4 separate regions of the Mus musculus genome follow, and all the other regions are linked to region 4. The links are chromatin contacts, called in public Micro-C and promoter capture Hi-C maps. All regions are on one chromosome and are shown on one strand. The core of a region is the stretch at or near the end of the contact, and the rest is flanking DNA. Distances in the headings are between cores, read along the strand shown. Region 1 holds the start of G6pc3 (glucose 6 phosphatase, catalytic, 3). Region 2 holds the start of Nags (N-acetylglutamate synthase). Region 3 holds the start of Mpp2 (membrane protein, palmitoylated 2 (MAGUK p55 subfamily member 2)). Region 4 holds the start of Gpatch8 (G patch domain containing 8).

Evidence for each region. Promoter capture Hi-C pulls out the DNA fragments that hold promoters and counts their contacts. A called contact is a pair of places that touch in the nucleus more often than the background predicts. Capture Hi-C pulls out chosen DNA fragments and counts their contacts.
Region 1: a promoter capture Hi-C map of liver shows a contact between it and region 4, with 2.4 times the contacts expected there. The contact joins the promoter of G6pc3 here to the promoter of Gpatch8 in region 4. A contact is called at or near these places in 2 of 484 Hi-C or Micro-C datasets (CD8 T cells and regulatory T cells), 2 of 115 datasets of contacts at active chromatin or transcription factors (memory CD8 T cells and pancreatic cancer cells) and 3 of 9 other capture datasets (adipose tissue, liver and pancreatic islet).
Region 2: a contact with region 4 is called in a promoter capture Hi-C map of pre-B cells. The contact joins the promoter of Nags here to the promoter of Gpatch8 in region 4. A contact is called at or near these places in 3 of 39 promoter capture datasets (embryonic stem cells, neutrophils and pre-B cells), 3 of 115 datasets of contacts at active chromatin or transcription factors (bone marrow-derived macrophages, large pre-B cells and pro-B cells) and 1 of 9 other capture datasets (liver).
Region 3: a Micro-C map of embryonic stem cells shows a contact between it and region 4, with 2.7 times the contacts expected there. The contact joins the promoter of Mpp2 here to the promoter of Gpatch8 in region 4. A contact is called at or near these places in 1 of 39 promoter capture datasets (pre-B cells), 3 of 484 Hi-C or Micro-C datasets (the C2C12 cell line and embryonic stem cells) and 1 of 115 datasets of contacts at active chromatin or transcription factors (embryonic stem cells).

What each region holds. Positions count from the first base shown.
Region 1 is chr11:102,188,258-102,190,957 of GRCm38.p6, reverse strand. G6pc3 (glucose 6 phosphatase, catalytic, 3) reads right to left here and starts at 1,259. Exons shown (of 6, transcript NM_175935.3): 1 at 815-1,259. The coding sequence starts at 1,032.
Region 2 is chr11:102,144,129-102,146,828 of GRCm38.p6, reverse strand. Nags (N-acetylglutamate synthase) reads right to left here and starts at 1,316. Exons shown (of 7, transcript NM_145829.2): 1 at 838-1,316; 2 at 65-339. The coding sequence starts at 1,242. It overlaps Gm11586 (a long non-coding RNA gene), which reads left to right and starts at 522. Exons shown (of 3, transcript XR_880227.3): 1 at 522-615; 2 at 748-1,279.
Region 3 is chr11:102,087,084-102,089,783 of GRCm38.p6, reverse strand. It overlaps Mpp2 (membrane protein, palmitoylated 2 (MAGUK p55 subfamily member 2)), which reads left to right and starts at 1,269. Exons shown (of 13, transcript NM_016695.4): 1 at 1,269-1,364.
Region 4 is chr11:102,554,762-102,557,461 of GRCm38.p6, reverse strand. Gpatch8 (G patch domain containing 8) reads left to right here and starts at 1,304. Exons shown (of 8, transcript NM_001159492.1): 1 at 1,304-1,382. The coding sequence starts at 1,338.

The DNA.
Region 1 (2,700 bases), core at 10-2,509, 370 kb after region 4:
TTAGCTTATTCTATGTCTCTTTATGATCCTTGCTTCCTCCTTCAAGGCTGGGGAGCCTGGGCAACAGCAGTGTTGAGTAACTCCCTTCTGTACTCCGAAAAGACAGAAAAACAAACAAGCAAACAAACACGGTGGCCCAGATAAACCCCAAGGGCTGCAGGAGGCCCAGCAGTGTGGGGCCACTGGCTTCTTAGAATGAGAAAGCTAGACTAAGTACTGGGGAGAGAAGAAAAGTGTTCCTTGCAGGTAGGGTAAGGATTCCCTTTAGTGACTGGCATTGAGTGGCTTCTAAATTTCATTGGGCACATTATAATCGGGGGTGGGGGTGGGGGGCTTGTTAAAGTGCAGATCTGGCCTGGAGCTTTAGAGTCTGTATTTCTAGTAAGTCTTCAAGCATTGACTCTGCTTTTGAGCTTAAACCAGGGACCACATCTTAATGAAACTGGTGCCTAGTTTAATGTCAAACAAATGGATAGATGAATAAGATGTTCAGCTAAGAAAGAAGATTTTCGGCTACCTACATTTCTAGTAATAACTGCTAAAACGCAGATTTCCAACTACAACTAAATTTGGAGTTACGAAATCAGTAGGTCTGAGGCGGAGACTGTATTTGCAGTTGAACACGCCCCTTAAGTCGTTTCTCTGATCCGGATAGTTGAGGATGGGTGAACTGTGAGATCTGAGGTGAAGACTAGGGCCTAAGGGGATAAGAATAGGTAGAAAAGTGTTTGCCTTTGAGGTAACTACTTGAGGGAGATCAGGGCCCCAAAGGGATAAGGGGACCAGGATGCCCGAAGGCTTCTCTCTGTCTCACCACTTGAAGACAAGGTTGAGCCACTCAGCAATGAAGGTGATCCAGAGCACGGAGATGCCCAGGCGGCGGGAGGCGTAGTAGGCCGCGGGGAAGCAGAACTGAAAAAGATTCTTAGGATCGCCCAGAAAGGTGACCCAGAGCCACATATTCTCTAGCCCGGGAAGCCGGTTCTGTAGTGCTTCAGCCATTATGATGCCCGCGCTCAGCGTGGACTCCATGGTGAATCAGGAGTCCTCTAGCCTGGAGCCCGTTGTAGGGTGCAAGTCGAGGAACCTTAGCAGAAATGAAGCGGCTACCTGCTGGCCCTCTAGAGCCCACCCTTTCTAGCCCCCGGCCCCGCCCTACCCGCCGGGGGTCTAAACCAAGCCCCACCCCCGCCCCGCCCCGCCCCCGCAGTCCCTGACACGCGCGAGTTGGAGCCGTAGCTGGTACTGTTTCCTCCGGCTTTCTTCCTCGGCCTTCCTCTCTACTGGACAGCGGAGGGGACAAACCTTTGCGAAGGCGTTTCCTCAAGGCCCCACGTGGCCGCTGTTGCTAGCACGTGGGCTGCCAGCGTAGTGCAGAAACCCGCTGCTGTTCCGGGTCAGGGGACCGATGAACCTGGGAACCAGCTCTGTGTCCCGGTTCCTTGTTCTGCTGCTGCGAAGTCGATGTCTAATCTCCAGGGCGAGGGTTTCTTCTGGATCTGATCTCTGTTTTCCAACATCACTACCCATTTTTCTCAAATCTGGACCATTTGGAGAGAAGGGAGTCAAAGCCCGACCTCCAGTTGCACACAGTCTTAGTTGACATCTACCTGTCTCTAGCTCAGGATTCTCCCATTCTATTTCATCCACGTCTTCCTTCAAGAATCCAGAGCTTAACATGTGTGTGTATGTTATGTGCGAGAAACTTGCCTTGCTCTCACCCCTACCACCCTCCTGCCATTTAAAATTCTTATTGGGCAGCTAAATCAAGAAAGAGATAGTATTTCCATGAAAAGAGGAAGGGCACACGCCTACAGTTTTTGCATTATTAGGAGGGACACAGTCCTAGGGGAGATCTGCTTAGAGCAAAGGAAGGAGCCTGTTGATATACTTCTTTGATTTCTTTTTCCCTCCTTTCTTTGCACGTCCGTGGCGAGGTGGGAGTGGGGAGTGTTTCTAGACAGGGATTGCTCTTAAACTCAAGAGATCCTCCTGCCTTTGCCTCCGGAGTGCTGGAATTTAAGGCTAAAAGCATGCACTACCATGCCCCATGCCCGGCTTTTTGTTTGGTTAGTTTTGTTTTGTTTTTCAAGACATGGTTTCTATGTGTACCTCTGGCAATCTTGGAACTCACTTTATAGACCAGGCCTAGCTCTCATATCCAGAGATCAGCCTGCCTCTGTCTCCCAAGTGCTGAGACTCCCAAGGGCATGAGACCACACCCTTGGATTTCTTAGTGTCTCAAGCAACTTTGTTCTTGAAGTCTGAAGGGTGGTTGAAAATGAAGATATGAAATAAAGAAAGTGTTTTTTAATTGCTTCAAGAAGCCAAAATTTCACACAGATGTTTTTTGTTTGTTTGTTTGTTTAGACATATCCCTGGCTGTCCTGTCACTATGGAGACCAGGCGGGACTTAATTAAGTTCAGAGATCCACCTGCCCCTCTCCCTCTGCTGGGATTAAGCTCTAGTTTATTTATTTTTGAGGTAGATCTGGCCCAGGCTGGCCTCAAACTCCCAATACCTTAGGATTGCTGAGATTATAGGTATGGACTATCCACTATTTACCTATTTATTGTGTTGTTTAGATTTGTTTGTTTGTTTGTTTTAGGTTTTTTGAGACAGGGTTTCTTCTGTATAACAGAGTCCTGGTTGTCCTGGACTTACTTTGTAGACTAGGCTGGCCTTGAACTCAAAAGATC
Region 2 (2,700 bases), core at 67-2,566, 410 kb after region 4:
GGCAGGGCCAGCAGAGTGGTCCGCCCTCTCTGAGGATGCCGGGGCAGGTTGGGTTGACACTAACCTGGCATGGGGAGCTGGCTCCGCAGCGCTCAGTACTGATCCGCCGCCAAAAAAGGGCACAGCAGTAGCCGCGTTGTGCCTTAGTTCATCCACCAGCACCTTGCAGCTCTGAGCAAGCTGCGCCTTAGCTTCCCAGAAGGAAAGACAGCCAGAAGGTGCCGTGGGGGTAGGCAGCCCCAGAACCACCAGTGGCTTCATGTCCATGCGTTGCAAGAAGGCCAGGGCGAAAGCCAGGCGGGATACCGCCTGCGGGCACCGGATCACCTCCTCATCGACCTGTACAGAAGTGGACGTTCAGGGACGCGACACTGACTCTAAGCCGCCTGTTCCTAATCGGGCTTTAGGACCCTCAGTGACCACATTCTACTTAGGAGCCATTGGGCCCCACTTTTGGCCGACTGCTCCGCCCTTTGCCCGTTGGGTCTTAGCCACCCCCTTATCTAGCACTAATGTTCCTCCCTCAGCTCCTCCCAGCGGCCTTGGACTCTGGGACACCTTGGGGGGAGGGGTAGTGCGACAGCTCAGCCGACTGAACCCCTAACTGCTTCCACGGTGAGAGGCCTTTGTCAGACATCACTTCTGGAGGCCCGGGCTTCCCAGCCTTCTCCTTAGCGCCAAGGGCGGTTTTCGTAGCCTTATGGCTTTCTCCATCCCCAGCACTAACTCAACGCCTCTGCTCTCCAGATTCACAGTTAGGCATGCTGAGACCTACGACGTACTATTGAACAGTCACCATCTCATGACAGTGACACGACGACACCGGGATCGGCTTACCTCCATGACGGCGAAGGGCTTGTCCACCGAATGGTAGCAGGTCTGGAATTGCGTGAGCCAGTGGCGTGCTTCCCCCGGGCTGGCACCACACTGGTTCAGGAAGGCCTGGATGTCCCGCTGCACCAGTGATCTGCCGGCGGGAGGCGCAGGGGATTCGAGGGGCGTTGGAAGCGGTGTCCACGACGGCTCCTCGACCGCAGGAGACTGGACACGACCCTTAGCGCCCTCGGCGTCCTCTGCGTGAGCCCTGGCGGTGCTGAGCCGGCGTCCCGGGCTGGCGCTCTTTGCCCCGCGCCGCCGCGCGCTGCCACTCAGTCTCCGTGAGCCCCCAGGACCTCCCGGGCTGCGCAACCTTCTGGCCGCTGCAGCAGACCGCAGGGCTGTGGCCACCCACGCCGTCGCCATGACGACAACCAAACCCACTCGTCCCCCCCACCCACAGGTGACGGTCGCTCTGGAGCGCACAGCACTAGGGGTTCTTAACTTGCCGCTGATCTGGGCTGGATCAGACTCGGGGCGGGATGGGATAGGAGGCCCGGAGTGGCTTCTGGGTGCGTTTGAGGTGTGGCAAGTCACAGACCAGAGGGTGGCGCCTCTAGACTTCTCCGCCCCTTGTGTATGGGGGTACGGAACCGTTAGTGAGGGTCACGAAGGTCAGATTTAGAGTGGTGGAGCTCTTTGATCTGCTACCAAAATGCTGGATTTAGAAAGCGCTCAGATGTCCTAGGTGTGCGTGCGAATTTGCAGGGTCATGCAAGTGATTTGAGTTGGAAGGAGTCTGGGAAAGTTGAACACAGGGGGTGTGGTCCTCACTGCAGCATATGGATACAAAGTCCTGTTGTCAAGCAGGACTTGGTGTGACATATTTGTACTCTCAGTTCCTTGGAGGTCCGGGCAGGAGGAGAACATAGGCTACATAGCGGGGGAGCCTTGTCTCAAAAGATAAAACCCAGAACTCCTGAGGCAGAGGCAGGCCTGTATCCACGAGTTCAAGGTCAGTCTGGTCTACTTTGAGAGTTCCAGGACAGCCAAGGGGCTACATATTATAGAGAGATGATCCCACTTCAAAAAACAAGAAACACAACAACAACAACAATAAACCTAAAAAAATAGACAAAAACACAAAACAAAACAAAATGAACGGGGGGGGGGGCGGTGATGGCCACATTTGGGAATGTCCTCCACATGGAGGAATCAGAAGGATCAGGCTCAAGGTCATCCTTGACTTTATAAGCAATTCAAGGCCAGCCTAAGCTAAGGAACCCTGCTCTTTTTCTTTTAAGGAACAGGGTTTCTCTGTGTAGCCCTGGCTGTCTTAGAACTCACTCTGTAGACTGGGCTGGCCTTGAACTCAGAGATCTGCCTGCCTTTGCCTCCAAGTGCTGAGATTGAAGGCATGCGCCACCACTGCCTGGCCTAAACCCTGTCTTAAGAAAATCTCATTTGGGCTGGTGAGATGGCTCAGCGGGTAAGAGTACTGACTGCTCTCCCGAAGGTCCTGAGTTCAAATCCCAGCAACCACATGGTAGCTCACAACCACCCATAGTGAGATCTGATGCCATCATTCTGGTGTGTCTAAATACAGCTGCAGTGTACTTATTTATAATAATAAATAAATCTTTGGGCCAGAGTGAGTCAGGGACTGAGCAAGCAGAGTTGACCGGAGCCATCTAAATTCAATTCCCAACAACTACATGAAGGCTCACAACCATCTGTACAGCTACAGTATGTAGATGTTTATATACATAAAATAAATAAATAAATCTTTTAAAAAGAAGAAGAAGAAGAAAAGAAAATCTTGTCTGAGTTCATGATCAGGTCAGTCAGGGTTTGTCACCTGCAGAACACTGGAGCCACCCTGAG
Region 3 (2,700 bases), core at 20-2,519, 470 kb after region 4:
TTCTCTAAGCAGAGGTGAGTGGGTAAGATCCAAGGGAGTCTCCGAGGAAGGAGACCTCTTGTCCTGAGTTTAATTAGGAAGATCTAGTTTGGAAGCCTTTTTCCTCAGACAGAAGCCTGTAGTTCCAACCACCACCATCTGGGGTCGCTACAAAACTTTCTCTTCTCTAAGGAATAAGAGACGTGGGCTACTTAACAGCCTTTAGCATTTTGACCCATCGCTGGCTTTTCCCTACACCAATTCCCAACTGCTTCCCTTTGCTAACAGGGTCGGCTGGGACCACATCTAGACATGAATCCTCAAGTCAATTCATTTTCGAGATTTCCAAGCAAGTTTCCAGGATCTTAGAAGCTCAGTTATAAGAGGAAGATATAAACGCCCCGCTCCCCACCGAGCGCCTATTCCATAGGGTAGCGGAGGGGTTAGGGGGCACCCAAGTCAGGGAAGGCCCCGGCTTGCACAGACTGAATGAAGGCTGTTTTCCACTTGGGGCCACCAATAGTCTGAGGCTGTGCAGTATCTTTTACTAGCAGGTCTGGGAGGAGCCAGAGGCTGAGCAAGGCGGGCTAGCGGGCTTAACCCTTTGCTTTCTTCGTTTTGCTGCCTGAAATAGAATCTAGGGCCTCTCCTGCACGTTCAACCCACCAATGGAGCCGGACGCCGTCACTACTTATTTGTTGAAACGGGATTTAGGAGGGAGAGACTGTTTCTTCTGCTCTTGTGCCTTAAACAGAGGCAAGGATCAACTTCCCGCGTCAAGGCTAAAATTAGGATCTTGGTCCCTTTCATGAAAAAACACAGTCCCACTCTCTTAAATTTTCTGTTTTTCTTCAAATTTTCTTAGAAGCAGGCATGTGCCGTATGACTATAACGCCACCCCCAGGCTTATCCCCTACCAGAGTTAGTGTCCTGATGTCCCCTTGCTTTTCCAAAACTGTGTTAGGAAAGGACAGACGAAGCGTTCAGGGGACTGGTACGCTGGACTAAGCGGTCCCGTTAAGGGGGGTGATCCCATCGCGCTCAGTTTCCCCCCCTTTCTTTTATTAAACATCATCGCCCTTTTAAAGAATTCCTACGCGCCAAGTAACACACGTTGGTCCTGCTCAGAGTTGGGGGTCGTGGGCTTTGCGGTGCCTGTTAACCACCACTTCCCCGCCCACCCGCCTGCTCCTGGGAGATTACTTTACAGTGGACCGTAGGTTGCCGCGTCCCTTCCGTGTCCCAGCCCTCTCCTTTCTGTCTCCGCCCCTTCGCTCCTAGGAGACCTTGCCGCTTTAAGAGCGCGGCTAGCGATTGACAAGCAATAACCGCGGAGCGCCGGGCTGCGCGGAATCGCCCCAAGCTAGGGGCTCCCCAAAACGCAGGTAGGTATTCCTAGGCCCCTGGGCCAGCACCCACCTCAGAACCCTTGCCTCCTTTTCGACCTATCACCTACACTTGGGGATCCTATTCTCCAGGTCCAAACTCCTGGGCCCCTTCCCCAAGTCGCCCCACTCCCTCTCCAGCTGCAGCACTGGGCTCTCTGTGTGTGATGCCGGTAGGGAGAACCGAACCCCTCATCCCAGGGATGCTGGTTCCCATGCCAGCGATGAGGGCTCCAGAGGGACACCGGACACAGAGACGCTGAGCTGAGAGGAGCACAGGTATTTGCGCGGCCTCTCCAGGGTCTGTGTTGGGTTGGGGGGGGGGGGGGACTTCGGATCCCGGCATTACGTAAGAGCCGTGCTACTGGCGTTTCCGGCCCTGGGGGAGCTAGACTAAGATTGTACTGGGTCCCTTGGCACCCTGCACCCCAAGAGACCAACACCTCAGTCATTCCTGAGAGAGGGTTCTGGAGAGGGGCGGTCTGCTAACCTAGAGTGCCAGGCCAGGTCCAGGAGGTTGCAGGGTTTTGGAGCCAGGGTTTAAGGTATGGGGATTCCAGAGGGAATCAGCACCAGAAGCAAGGAGCCAGGGTCAGAAAGTTAGGTCAACTAAGGGGTAGTGGGGAATGAAGACCTGGGGGACGTGGGGGGGGGCAGTCATTCAGTGACCTCATCCCCTAGTCCCGGCGGGCACGCAAGCAAAGAACCTTCTTTGATGGCTCGCAACACGCCCCCTCCTTCCTAGGTCCTAGCGCCCGGCGGGTTAGGGCTGAATTGAAGGGGCGGGGGCAATCTGATTGTGAGTGCGGGCACGTCCGCCGGCTCCCTAGACCCCATCCTCCAGTCCTCAGTTATCTACAGTTCTCCCCATAACCGTGTCCGGCTCCAAAGTGCCTTTGTCAGGCGTTCGTCTTTCGCACCTCTCTGAGTCTGCACCGATGGAGCGGGGGTGGGTGGGAGGATGGAGGAAATCTCTCTCTTTGAAGCTGGCGGGCTTCACCTACACACCCGGGGGACGGGGGTTGGATAGCTTGGTGGCGGATGTGCGTGTGGAGGTGGGAGTGGGAGGGCCTTAGGTTTAGGCTTTTGGGCGCCGTGATGCTGGTTTCGTGATGACTGGGCCCGGGGACCTTGGCACGGAACCAGGCTAGCTTGCCTGGCACTGCCGTTCTCCTGTGGGCACGGGCGGCCCCGCCCTCTCAGAGGCTTGGGTGGGGGTGGGGCAGAGCGAGCCGACGCCGTGGGAACCAACTCCTCAGGGAGCAGACCCAGGCTTACTGGGCAGGACTCCTGGGCCTAGGGTTTCACACAGGCTCCTCCCTGGCTCTTCCCCGTT
Region 4 (2,700 bases), core at 55-2,554:
AAGAGCTGATACACATACATACATACATACATACATACATACATACATACATACATTCATTCATTCATGTAGGCGAAGCAGTCTTACACTAGGTAAAATTAAACAGCCCCCCCTCACTCCCCCACCCTGTGAAAACATTAAAGAAAACAAGAGCTGGAAAGATGGCTAAGCAGTTAAAAGCACTTGTTCCACATGCAGAGCACCTGGGTTTGTTTCTAGCACTGACATACATGGTGATTCTTAACTGTAACTCTAGCTTCAGGGGATCCAATGACTCTGAACATGAATATATATGTGTGGAGGGGGGAGAGGAGTGGGAGGGGGAGGGAAAATAGTAAGAAAAAAACGTCAAGCTCTTGGTAGCCATGTGTTTAAGTTTCTCTCTTCTTCAAGGTTGTGATCCCTTTGTTATGCCTTGATTTATATGTAGCTTTAAGATAGGTCATTCTTTTCATTACAGTCCCCCCCCCCCACAGTGTCACTTAGATTTTGTTATTTGAAGCAATGTCTTATAGCCCAGGCTAGCTTTGAACTTCCTATGTAGCCAAGGATAAGCTTGACTTAATTTCCCCTCAGCCTCAAGCAGGAATAGACACTCGTTTATATTTACAACTATTAGGTTAATTTATTGGTTATCTGACTTCCTGCCTGGAATGGAAGCCCTTTGAGAGATTTTTTTGGTACCTCTTAAGTAACATTATTATGTATTAATTTTAAAAATACCCTCTTTGGACATCGGGGGGCGAGCCTCTACTACATAGAGAGCTACAGGAAACCCTGTCAACAAAATAACAAAAACAAAACAAAAAAACATTAAAAGTACTCTAGCTGTAAAGTCAGATCTCATGCTACTGTATAGCATTACACTGTATATTATTACAAATACGGGATGGGCTTGACCGTAAACAAGAGCATAAGAAAGAAAGACTTCTGAACACTGCTAAGGGAGCAAGTGAATACTTCCCAGGCCCCCAAATGCTCTGCCCTGCTGATCTTTCCCTCCGGAAGCGCTTACGCGCGCCGGCGCGAGTGCGCATGCGCGGCCCGCTGGGGTCGCTCGGGGCCGGGCGTGAAACCGAGCGATGTGAGAGGAAGGTTCCGCCTCCAGGCCTGCGCGCCTTCGGGATTCCCGTCGGAACGAATTCCTGTTCCCTCCTCTTCCCAACACCCCCCCAACAATCCCTCGCCAAGCACACATCCTCCACCCCCCTCCCCACGCCTGCTGCGCGCGCCCGGTGGGCGTGGGAGGGGGCGTGGAAACAGAGAGGGGGCGGGCGTAGCGGGAGGGGAGGAGCGAACCGGAGAGCGTCGTCCTGAGGAGGAGTGAGAGCGGCAAAATGGCGGACCGCTTCTCCCGCTTCAACGAGGACCGAGACTTTCAGGTAAACACGGGCGTCGCCGAGGACCACCCACGCCCCCGGAGGGCTCGCCGCGAGCCCGGGGCCGCCTCCCTCCCGGCCTCCTGGCTCTCCTTCCTTCTGCTCTCCGCTCCACCTTGCAAGCCGGCTCTCGCCCCTTCCTGCCTCTCATTTCTCCAGGGGCCTCCGGGGCTGAGATGAGGCCGCGTCCCCGGCTTCATCCCTATTCACGCCGCTTCTTCGGCTCGGCTTTCCTCCTATTTTGCTCCTGGCTTCCCGCTCCGCAGCCGGGCGCTTTGTGGGGGTTGCGCTTTGCTTGTCTCGGGGCCTGTGCAGGCGCAGGGCCGGCCCGGCCCCCGGGGGAGAGGGCTGGGGCGGGGAAGGCTTGGGCCAGCGGTTTTCAGGCCGGGGCTATGGAAGCCTTGGCTTTTGCTCGCCCCGATCATCCTGGGGATCGCCTCTCCGTTTTCCCATTGTGACAAACAAGCCCTTTATCGACTGTCTAACCTAGTCTTCCCCCTGGTAAAGGGCGCCCTTTCTTATCAAAGACGCCTTTTTTGTTGAGGCGAGCCATTGAGCTTTCTCTGGGCATAAATAACTGCTGTTGTTTACAGGCCGTTAATTGGGTTGGGGACAGTAAGGTATAGGTCTGTGGACTGGCGTAAACTTAACTTCGAGACCTACCAAGATTTGTAAAGAAGCATAATTATGGCCTTTCCAAGCGGGAGTAAATTCGTTCCTAAACCTTGATTTTTTTTTTTTTTCTTTCTTCGTTTGCAAATGTTGATCTGGGAAAGATGTCCGTGGGGTGGCAGGCATTAAAGAAAAAAACAACAAAAACAAAACAAAACAAAAAAACAAACAACAAAGGCCGAATTAGAATCATTAGGCTTTTAGATATTGAAATTGTTACTGCAGGCATAGTTGGGAGACAATAAGGGATTTAGTAGCCTTTGGTTATTTCTAGGTAAAATACATCCTCAGTTGCAAATCACTGCATTACTACCGCATCTCCTGGCAACAGCAATTTAGGTCAAGGGATGAGCCTCCGAACTCGAGTTTTTGTATTCCTTTCAGCTTCCTCAACGCACCTCTAGCTGTGTCAGAAGGCAATTTGAAGGGTTTGAATTCTTGGAGATGATTGGGTTGATAGACAAAGCAATTTCAACTGGTTTAAAATCAACACTGTTAAATAGTCTTAGGTGTAGAACGCTATGGGAAGTTTTGCAGCAGTAAGGGATTTGGGAGTTGCTGAAAATGCCTTGTGGTCATGTGCCTGCCGCAGAAACTGCAGCCCAGCACAGCATCTTAAGGTGTTTTAAGGATTTATCTCAGGTCTTCC